2 separate regions of the Sus scrofa genome follow, and region 1 is linked to region 2. A link is a contact called in public Hi-C data. All regions are on one chromosome and are shown on one strand. The core of a region is the stretch at or near the end of the contact, and the rest is flanking DNA. Distances in the headings are between cores, read along the strand shown. Region 1 holds the start of EVA1A (protein eva-1 homolog A). Region 2 has its middle 26 kb from the start of MRPL19.

Region 1 (5,111 bases), core at 338-2,837, 75 kb after region 2:
TTTCCAGATTTCTTTAGTTTCCCAAAATACACTAAGCTGGTATTATTGGAGCATTAGGCATCCTGTACCTCTGTGTATATGTGTAAGAATGTAGACTTGGGTAGGAGATAAATTAGGAGCTAAAATAGAGGTCAGATATTGTTAAGTGCATGTGTGTTGTATCAAGAAGTTTAATGGAGATTAGTTGAAGGGTAGAACTATGGAGTGAAGTGATCAGATTTATACTATATAAAGATAACCCTGTTGGTGAGAGTGGGTGCTAGATTGGATAGGGAAGAGGTATTGGAAGAAGCATCATGTAGGAGACTGTTGGAAAACCCCCAGAAATGAATTGATGAGACTTGCACTATGGTAGAATTAATGGAGATAAACAGGAGGAAATGGGCCTGAAACAGCTTTGTCCCACTATATACTCAAAAATATTCCAGTGACTTCACTCTCTTGCTAGTCCTAAAGTCCTCAGAACAGTCTCTGAACTCAGAGTGGTAGTTCCAACTCTTCGCCTGTGTCATCTAGTTGTCACTTTTTAAGAGCTTGAATGACTGTTGAGGGAATCTCTGTCTTCTGGCTCAGAAGGATAGGGGGCCCTCCACAGAGGCTAGCTCCTTCTCAGAGCCCCCAAGCTCCTGGCTCCTCATCCTGCCACTCTCTGGGCCTCTGGCTGCTCCAAGGACCTTGTGTTCATTTCTGTCTTACCCATGGGTTGGTCTGTCTTTCCTTGCCATGGTCTTCCCTAAGCCCATTGGAATCCACTAAAGTAAGAGTTGTCTTATCTGTTGTGACCCATGCCATCCACCTATGAAACTGCAGCTCTCTCTCTAAATGTGATCCATGTGACCCACCTGAGAACCTGTTTCTTCTGCAAGGACTGGAGCCTTCTACTTCTCTAGCTTTTCCTAACCTGACATCCCTCCTTACCCTGTGACTGACTGTGCATATGGGTTTCACTGGCCCATCACAGTCGCAGGTGGATTCGTGAAGCCTGGGGCAGGGGGTGGGCTCAAGCTCCCAAGTTCTCAGAGCTGTTTTCAAACTGGAACCACTTTGGAAGTTCTGGAATAGTCGGCTCTGACTCATTGCCAAGAATGCACACTCAGTGATAAGTGGGATGAGGCAAACTGATCAAAGTACACAAGTGCCATCAGTACAGGGGAGAGCAGAGCCAGGTGAAGAGCAGGCTGTGGCTTGGGGTTAAAATGCAGTGATTAGAGGGATGATGGACTATGCCTCAGAGGCAAACCAGGGAGAATGCAATGAAAAGTATCAAGGAAAGGTGAAGGAGAAGTGTTAAAAAGGGAATTTTGGAGAAGATGAGGAAGAAAAAGGAGAGAGGCTAGAGAAAAACAGATTTAAGGGGTCGCTGTTTCCTTGAAAGCCAAGAAGCTTGTAGAGCAAAGAGGACAAGATCCCAGATCTTTGCAGCCACCTGGCTGAGAAGGTTGGCTGGCATTTAGGGGACTAGCTTTTGATCTTGAGCCCAGGCTACCCGGAACATGGCCTCAGGAAATCACAATGTGTTCTCATCACTTACTTTGTGTTCCCAAACAGAAGAGAAGAGAGGGAGGGTGGCCAACTTGATCCAGCTGAAGCATCTCCAGGAGGCCTCCTCTGGATGTCCCATCGAGGCTGCCCTTCTGCTACAACGCGGAATTGGTGATCCCCGAGCACGTGGACATGGCTTTGCTCAGCAATATCCTAGCAGCCTATTCCTTTGTCTCAGGTAGTTGTCCAATCTTGGCTGAGCCAGGGCTGAGGTGTGGGGCTGGGCTGAGCTGTCTCCTGGGTGGGGTTTCTGGCCTTACACTCAGGAGAGAGATGCTCTGCCGTCATGACAGAGGGGCTCTGCAGGACTCAGTTTTGAGATGAAATGTCTTCTGGTTTGAGAGTTAAGCTTGACATCCTCTAATCTGGCAAATGGGGGTTCTAAGAGCTTCATCTTGGTGAAAATGTTTGGTTTCCTTTTGCGCTTAAATGAGTGAAATGAAGTAGCCTGGGGCTTCTGTCATTAAGCATTTGACTATGATGTGAAAGGTTAGAATAGAGTGCTCTCAGCCTAATTATTTCTAGGTAGTGGTTCTCAACCCCACTCAGGGCCTGTGTGTGTGTGTGTGTGTGTGTGTGTGTGTGTGTGTGTGTGTGTGTGTGTGTGTGTATTCTGTGTTTGAGGGGCTGTTTGAGGTGTTTGATAACCTTCTGGGAGACATTCAGACAGAAAGTGCTTGAATCTGGGAGAGTCTAATATTTGCCTCTTCCTTGGTCCAAAGTTGTTTTCTTTTAGGAAAATGACGGATTTTTTTCCTCAAGAGCATTTCCTTTTTTTTTTTTTTTTTTTTTCCTATTTTCTTTTTAGGGCCGCACTTGCAGCATATGGAGGTTCCCAGGCTAGCGACTGAACTGGAGCTGGAGCTGCCAGTCAAAGCACAGCCATAGTAACTTGGGATCTGAGCTGCGTCTGTTACTTACACCACAGCTCACGGCAACACCAGATCCTTAACCCACTAAGAAAGCCCAGGGACCAAACCTGCATTCTCATGAATACTATTTGGGTTTGTTACTTTTGAGCCACAACGGGAACTCCTCTTCAAGATCATTTCTTGAGAACAGGAGCTATTCATATAAAAGGAGTCATTTAAAAATACATGAAAATGTACCTTAATAAGGTGAAATTTTTAAACATACATGAAAATGCTCTACAATTTGATGACCAAACTGATTTTCTGTTGCTTGAGTGAGGTTTTTTTTTTTTTTTTGGTCTTTTCTAGGGCCACACCCACAGCATATGGAGGTTCCTAGGCTAGGGGTCAAATCGGGGCTGTAGCCACTGGCCTACACCACAGCTCACCACAACACTGGATCCTTAACCCAGTGAGAGAGGCGGGGGATCGAACCTGCAACCTCATGATTCCTAGTTGCATTCGTTAACCACTGAGCCACGACGGAAACTCCCTTGAGTGAGTTTTTAAGTTTCGGGTAGCTTGCTTTTGCTTTATTTTATTTTGTTCCACATCTCTGGTTGCTGTAAAAAAAAGAAAGGGCTGAGGCTCTGATTAAGTTTCTCCTGGGGGAAATGGTTTAATTTTCTAGCTCTCTAGTCAGTGTTGATATGTGGTTACCTCAGAGTTCAGATGCAAACCTGAATTTCTATTTACAATGGCAAATCCAAGCCAAGTCTGAGGGTAAAGGAAGTTCATGGCTTCTCTTTGAGAAAGCATTTTGCACGATGTGCAACCTGAGTTTAGAAAGGAGAACTTCTCAGAAACCTGGCCACTCTTGGTGGTTGGCAAGATGAAGCAGGTAGTTTTCACCTGCCTCAAGTCCAAGGTTTTCCCTTCTCAGACAGCAAAGGCTCAGGTCATCAGCCAGCTCCTCACCTCCCTAAGGAAGTTCAGTTCCTGGGGCCTCCTCACCTGGGTACCCACACATCAGAGGAGTCTCAGTTCTGCTCTTTCTTCTAGGCTACTCTGGGGAGAAAGGACATTGGAGCTAGAAAAGAGATATTTGAACCAGGTATCATGTTTTCACAAGCCATTGAATGATGATCCCCTCAACTCTATAGTGGAGACACCCCAAAATCAAGTGGGGGGAGTGACAGGGAGGGCCTGGAGTTTCCAAGGCCTCAGATGACATTTGCAAATAAGCTGTTATAAGAAAATATCTCGGGTGAGGGCAAACAGGCTACTCAGCTTTGGAGCTCTGCTCAGCACAGGAAGTACCTGGCAGCTTTCCATTTCGTTCAGCATGACCCTGAGTTGTGATCCTTGAGTGTGGTAACTCACTGAACAGCCGGGTGTTTACAGGTGTCTCATGATCTTGTTAAGGTGAAAGGGCGCATGGTCCTGTTTTTCTCCCCATTTCAACCTTTTCTTTTCCCATTCCATATTCTGGAATTAAATATTGCTTAGGATGTAGGAAGAAAATGTTTCTTTTAAGTAAATAAGGGCTGAGATAAAAGAGAATGTAAGGAAATGGAAAATAGTATGGCTAAATACAATGCATTAGATCCAGTAAATAGACTTGGTGGTTAAAAATTCATTCTGAGGAGTTCCCATCGTGGCGCAGTGGTTAACGAATCCGACTATGAACCATGAGGTTGCGGGTTCGGTCCCTGCCCTTGCTCAGTGGGTTAACGGTCCGGCGTTGCCATGAGCTGTGGTGTAGGTTGCAGACGCGGCTCGGATCCTGTGTTGCTGTGGCTCTGGCGTAGGCCGGTGGCTACGGCTCTGATTCAACCCCTAGCCTGGGAACCTCCGTGTGCCGTGGGAGCGGCCCAAGAAATAGCAACAACAACAATAACAAAAAAGACAAAAGACAAAAAAAAAAAAAAAATTCATTCTGAGTATGATGGGGGTACACTGCCTGACTATAAAGGAAATGAATTTAAAAATTTTTAATCATAAAAGTGAATATAACAGAATAATCATTCTTTTAAAAGGAGAAAATAGAGTAAATGGATGAGAAACAATAATGAAAAGTATGCTAGAAGAAAATCATAGAAAATTTCCTAATTTTGTAGCTCTCTCATATTCTCATTTAGTTGTGTCATCTTAAACTGCATAGGGGCCCCTGATCTTGCCTATTTTCTCCCAGCTTATCAGTTGCCCTCTTATCTTGCCCATGTGGTCCATCATTTCAGCAACATACTTGCTAATACACATAACTCCTTTATTCCTTTGTCTAGTTTCTGATTAAACTACCAGGCAATATCCCAACTCTAAATGAACCCTACTTTCTCCCCTTTCTCCCTCTGCACACAAGTAACCAAATGCTGTTACAACTTTGCAGATGAAAACTGTTAGAAATTCATGGTCTCCAGCCTCAGCTGAGTCTTTGTAATATTGCCTGTTCCCTCTATTTGCTTTTGGATACATCTTGTTCCCATTCTTCACAAAAGCCATTTCAAACTTTGACCATTCCAATAATTTAAAACATTTGCTTCTCAAAATGTACCCTTAGTTGGCAAATGCAAACAAAGGAAAAAGGTAGCGTTAATAAAGAAGGGTTAAAGTTTATGTATAAAGAACTCTTACAAATCGATAAAAGATAAACATCCCAAAAGAAAAGTGGACAAAGGACAAGAATCAGCAGTTTTCCAAAGAAAAACTAAAATTGAT
Region 2 (4,890 bases), core at 279-2,778:
AGTTTCAGTTATATATATATATATATATATATATATATATATACAGAAAGAGAGAGAGAGGGAGAGAGCCATTGCTTTTCAGACACTTTTCCCATATAAGTTATTAAAGAGTATTGAGTGGAGTTCCCTGTGCTCTATAGCAGGTCCTTTTTAATTATCTATTTTTTATATATATATATATAATATACAGTGTGTATATGTTAATTCCATACTCCTAATTTATCCCCCCCATCCCCTTTGGTAACCATAAGTTAGTTTTCTATGTCTGTGAATCTTGCTGTTTTGTAAATAAAAAACATCCTTCTTCTGACAAATTCTGGGAGTACAGCTCAGTCCCAGGCAGCCTCCTCTATCCTGCTGCCTGGGCAGCCTTAGCTGTCTCAGCATTTCCTGCACCCCTGGCCTGTGGGAACGCAGTGCAAGATCTGCTACTGCAATCATGGAAGCCCCCCTCATAAAACTTGAGGCTGCCCCTGGACACTCTTCAAAAGGGAGTAGGGCATGCCACCAGCACCCTCCAATAGATTTTTTGAAATGCCTCCCCCTTCTCCCCTCACTAGAGGCTTCTACTTTCTCAAGGAGGGGACAGTGCTTGACCGTCAGAGAAACAGATCTAGGAAATTTCCTTTGTGAATTCTGCACATTGTGAGCTGGCCTGCACTCGACCCATGCCCAGGCCTTAGTTGAGACTGAGGCTGAAAAAGTCCCATCTAACCGAGTCTGTGACAGAAAGCTTCTCGTAGGGTAGGGTGAGGTGTCAGTTCAGGGATTCTCATCTCATTCTCTCATTTGCTCACTCCCTAGTCACTCACACAGCACCCTGTTTTGTTTTGTTTTGTTTTTAGGGCTGTACCTGCGGCATATTGAAGTTCTCAGGCTAGGGGTCAAATCAGAGCTGCAGCTGCCAGGCTACACCATAGCAATGCCGGATCAAAGCTGTGTCTGCGACCCACCCCACAGCTCACAACAGCGCCAGATCCTTAGCCCACCGAGCCAGGCCAGGGATCAAACCCCCGTCCTCATGCATACTAGTTGGGTTCTTAACCCTTAAACCGATGAGCCATGATGGGAAATCCCAGCACCTGTTTTTTTTAAATCAGAAACTGGAAACACCCCGGACGGAACAAACAGTCCTTATTGCATTCAATTCTGACTGTCTTTAAGTCAAGGTGAGGTTACTCACCTGGCTGGGACTAAATTCAGCAGAGTATGAAGTGGTCACGATTGCACCACAAACTTGGAGTGCAAATGTGGGCATGTCTCTCGTTACTCCAAATGCATGGCAAGTAACCTCTGTCTGGTCAGCATCTCCTTGATGTCGCCCTTCTCACCTATCCAAGATGATCCAAGAAGGTCCAGGGTGTCCGAAGGGGAGAATACTGAGATCTGCGGTGTGTGCTGCATGCACTTCCAGGAACTGCCACACAGCGGCGCTGTTAAAGGTCCCTCAGCCTCCCACAAAGCGGTTTTTGTCCCTGTCCCTGCACAGCCGCACAGCGGGCAGGTTCTCTGAGGGAGGATGACCCCATTCCCTCAGTGGTAACTTCAGCCAGGGGTAAACTCCCCCCACCACCACTTGAGCTCACGAGGTTGCAGCTCAGCCACTCTTTCACAGCCCCGTGCAGGTGCCAGCTGGTCCCAGGGCAGCACAGGCTTCCAGGAATCCCAGCTAGCAGAGCTTTGTTTTCAACTCAAACACAAAGCGTCCTGTTATCACTCCCCTTCCTAGACAACGGGGCTACTTGCCAATCTGAAATCTAGAATTCTGAAAAATAACCCTCAATAATTGGCTAGGGAATTCCAGGATGCCCTGTCTCTTCCCTTCTCCTCCCTCCACCTCAGGTTAGCAGCACATGGAGGCCAAATGTTTTTTCTGTCAGAATCTACAGGCTGAAAAGAAAGGGACTACGCATGTAATTTTTTTTTTTTTTTTTTTTTTTTTTTTGTCTTTTTAGGGCCAAACCCACAGCATACGGAGATTCCCAGGCTAGGGGTCAAATCAGAGCTGTAGCTGCTGCCTACACCACAGCCACAGCAATGCCAGATCCGAGCTGTGTCTCTGACCTATACCAATACCAACAGCTCATGGCAATGCCGGATCCTCAACCTACTGAATGAGGCTAGGGATTGAACCCACATCCTCGTGGATGCTAGTTGGATATGTTTCCATTGAGCCACGAAGGGAACTCCTTTTTTTTTTTAACACATGTAATCTTTTAATCTCCCATATGCACCTCTCTTGTAAGTCACTCTGCCTCAAAGTAAAAGCGTGTCTCACCTGCTTTAAGATCTGGAACAGTCCACAGCTCTGGCCCTTGGAGCAGACCTCTGGGAATGCATTGGAAAATAGTGCCACAGTCTGACCCCTCTGCCTGAAGGAAATGATTTTAGATTCTAAGAGATTGTTCATGCCTGGCAATTAGGTTTTAAAGCTTCCAAGAACAAAGGGTGGTCTCCATGGCAATGCGGGGGTGGGGGGGGGGAGGGAAGCTAGTGTTTTTGTTGCAGGGATGAGAGTCCTGGAGCCCTGGATGTCACACCAGTGACTAAGCCATGTCTCACCTTTACCGAGCAGGAGCTAGGCACTAAGGGGAGCAGACGGCTCCTGGCTGGGGTGAGAGGGTGAGACAGTGCAGCCCACAATCATGGATAACAACATGCCATCTCTGAACGTGGGCTCTATGCAAATCATTTTGGGGGGGTATTTTACACATGTTATTTCTAATCTTCATGATTACTCCTTTTTTGCTTTTAGGCCTGTGCCTGAGACATATGAAAGTTCCCAGGTTGGGGGTCGAATCAGAGCTACGGCTGCTGGCCTACGCCACAGCCACAGCAACTTGGGATCCTAGCCTCGTCTGTGACCTACACCACAGCTCACAGTAACACTGGATCCCTAACCCACAGTGAGGCCAGGGATTGAACCCACATACTCATGGATACCAGCCAGATTCCTGAATTCCCAACCCACTGAGTGAGGCAAGGGATTGAACCCACATCCTCACAGATACCAGTCAGATTCATTTCTGCTGTACCACAACAGGAACTCCCTATAATCACTCTCTTTGGTAGATATTTATTGCTTCCATTTTGCAGACAAGGAAATTGTGGCTCGGAGGAGTGAAGTCACCCGTTCAGTGTCATGCAGCTAGTTAGGGAAGTTGGGATTCAAACCCAGTTCTTAGGACTCTACACTCATTCTCTTTCCATAATCTTATGTTGTCTCTCGAGAATACTGTCCATTTTGGACGATAGATGGCAAGGAGAGGGTAGCTGGGAATGGATCTTGCCATATTGCAGTGTTCCTTGTGAGATTTCAAGTTTAGACAAGTGATATTTTCCTGTGAGTCAACCATGAAAATTATTCTGACCTACAGTCCTTAGCAGAAAGAATGGTCGAAGCAAAGGACACAGAATAAAAATCGCCTTTTCTTTTCCTTGGTAGTGGGTGGGCATTTTGTTAATCTGGCATCCTCTGCATGTCTCCGTGCCTTTGCCTCCACTGCTCCTCTGCCTGGAGTTACCTTTATCTCCTACCTTGTTCCTCTTGGGGAAAGTCTGTCTGTCTCCTCATGGGCCCCCCAACAAACAGGTATAGTTAGGTGCTCTCTCATGTGTGTTCCCATTGTTCTTTTGCAGACACTAGTTCAGCAAGCATTATTCAAGGGAGAGTCACTCTTTTTTTTTTTTTTTTTTTTTTTTTGGTCTTTTTAGGGCCGCACTTGCGGCATATGGAGTTTCCCAGGCTAGGGATTTAATTAGAGCTGTTGCTACAGGCCTACATCAGAACCACAGCAACGCCAGATCTGAGCCACTTCTGTGACCTACACCACAGCTCATGGCAATGCCGGATACTTAACCGACTGACCGAGGCCAGGGATCAAACCTGAAAGCTCATGGTTCCTAGTAGGATTCCTTTCCACTGTGCCACAATGGGAACTCCGAGAGTTACTCTTTTGGCCTAGGGCTAAACGTGATGGCAGGAGAGTTAGTTTTTAGCCAAGACAAAAACAGATGCCAGGAATGCTCAGCGCCCCAACCATTCAAGAATGAGGAGATCTGAAAGGAGTTTGCACAATCCCCAAACCAAAGGCAACTGTAGTCAGGGGTAAAGCTGGAGCCAGGGGCCGGGAACCTGGAGGGGGTGACAGAAGCATGCACCAGCAAGTCAAGCCAGAAGATGCAGCATCCAGTGAGGGACCTGCATGTAGGTGGTTGGTCCTCAGGAAGCAGATGATGAATCGGAGAGGAACGAATGAAGTATGATGAATGGCCTTTCTTAAGCCAAACCTGAGGCTATGTTTGTCACCAGTGGTTACTGCAGTCAGGGGCGACATTGTAATTCTCTGAAGAACACGTCATGCTCCTGGAACTTTGCTCTGTGTTTCCCAACTGACTTCCCAACAGATTTGACCAAAGATCTGGAGCGCTTGAATTGGTAAACCACACCAACCATCCTACCCAGCCACACTGAGCAACACCTCCCTCTCTAGGCGCCTGTTTGCAGAGCTGAAAACAGCTAAGCCCCATGTGGTTCAGGATAACTCTGTCCCCTCATTTGGGAGCTAGCACTTACTCCTGGCCATGAACCTAGTCGTGTCCAGCATGGCTTTATTTTTCTGGGTGTTGGGAATTTCCTTGGTGAAGCTTCCAGTTCCTCCTTCTTTCTGCATTTGATGAGCTCATTTCTTTTTCACTTGGTAGGCTTGTGTGCTCCTTAAGGATGGTGGGTTCCATCTAACAGCCAAATGGGGCCAAGCCTGGGGCATTTTTCTTGCCATTTCCAGCTTTCAAGTCCCGTGTCTCTTGCAATCTCTCCCCAATTCTGGCAGTTACCCTCCTCAGTACAGTTCCAATCTGTGGAAGTTTCTGAAGTGCAATGACATACAC

What was found. Hi-C and Micro-C count contacts between places; a contact is called where the count stands out from the background.
Region 1: a Hi-C map of liver shows a contact between it and region 2, with 5 times the contacts expected there. The contact joins the promoter of EVA1A here to the enhancer-like site in region 2. A contact is called at or near these places in 1 of 5 promoter capture datasets (liver), 26 of 47 Hi-C or Micro-C datasets (adipose tissue, alveolar macrophages, brain and 16 more) and 2 of 2 datasets of contacts at active chromatin or transcription factors (alveolar macrophages and skeletal muscle).

Annotation. Positions count from the first base shown.
Region 1 is chr3:67,709,328-67,714,438 of Sscrofa11.1, forward strand. EVA1A (protein eva-1 homolog A) reads left to right here and starts at 1,588. Exons shown (of 2, transcript XM_021087316.1): 1 at 1,588-1,720. The coding sequence starts at 1,588.
Region 2 is chr3:67,634,798-67,639,687 of Sscrofa11.1, forward strand. No RefSeq gene overlaps it. Among named protein-coding and RNA genes, the nearest start is that of MRPL19, 26 kb to the left of the region's middle. Within about 2 kb of position 1,529, at least 20 of the 83 cell types and tissues checked have an H3K27ac peak or open chromatin away from gene starts, as enhancers often do. A contact at or near this core is called in brain, fetal liver and liver, where this site is marked.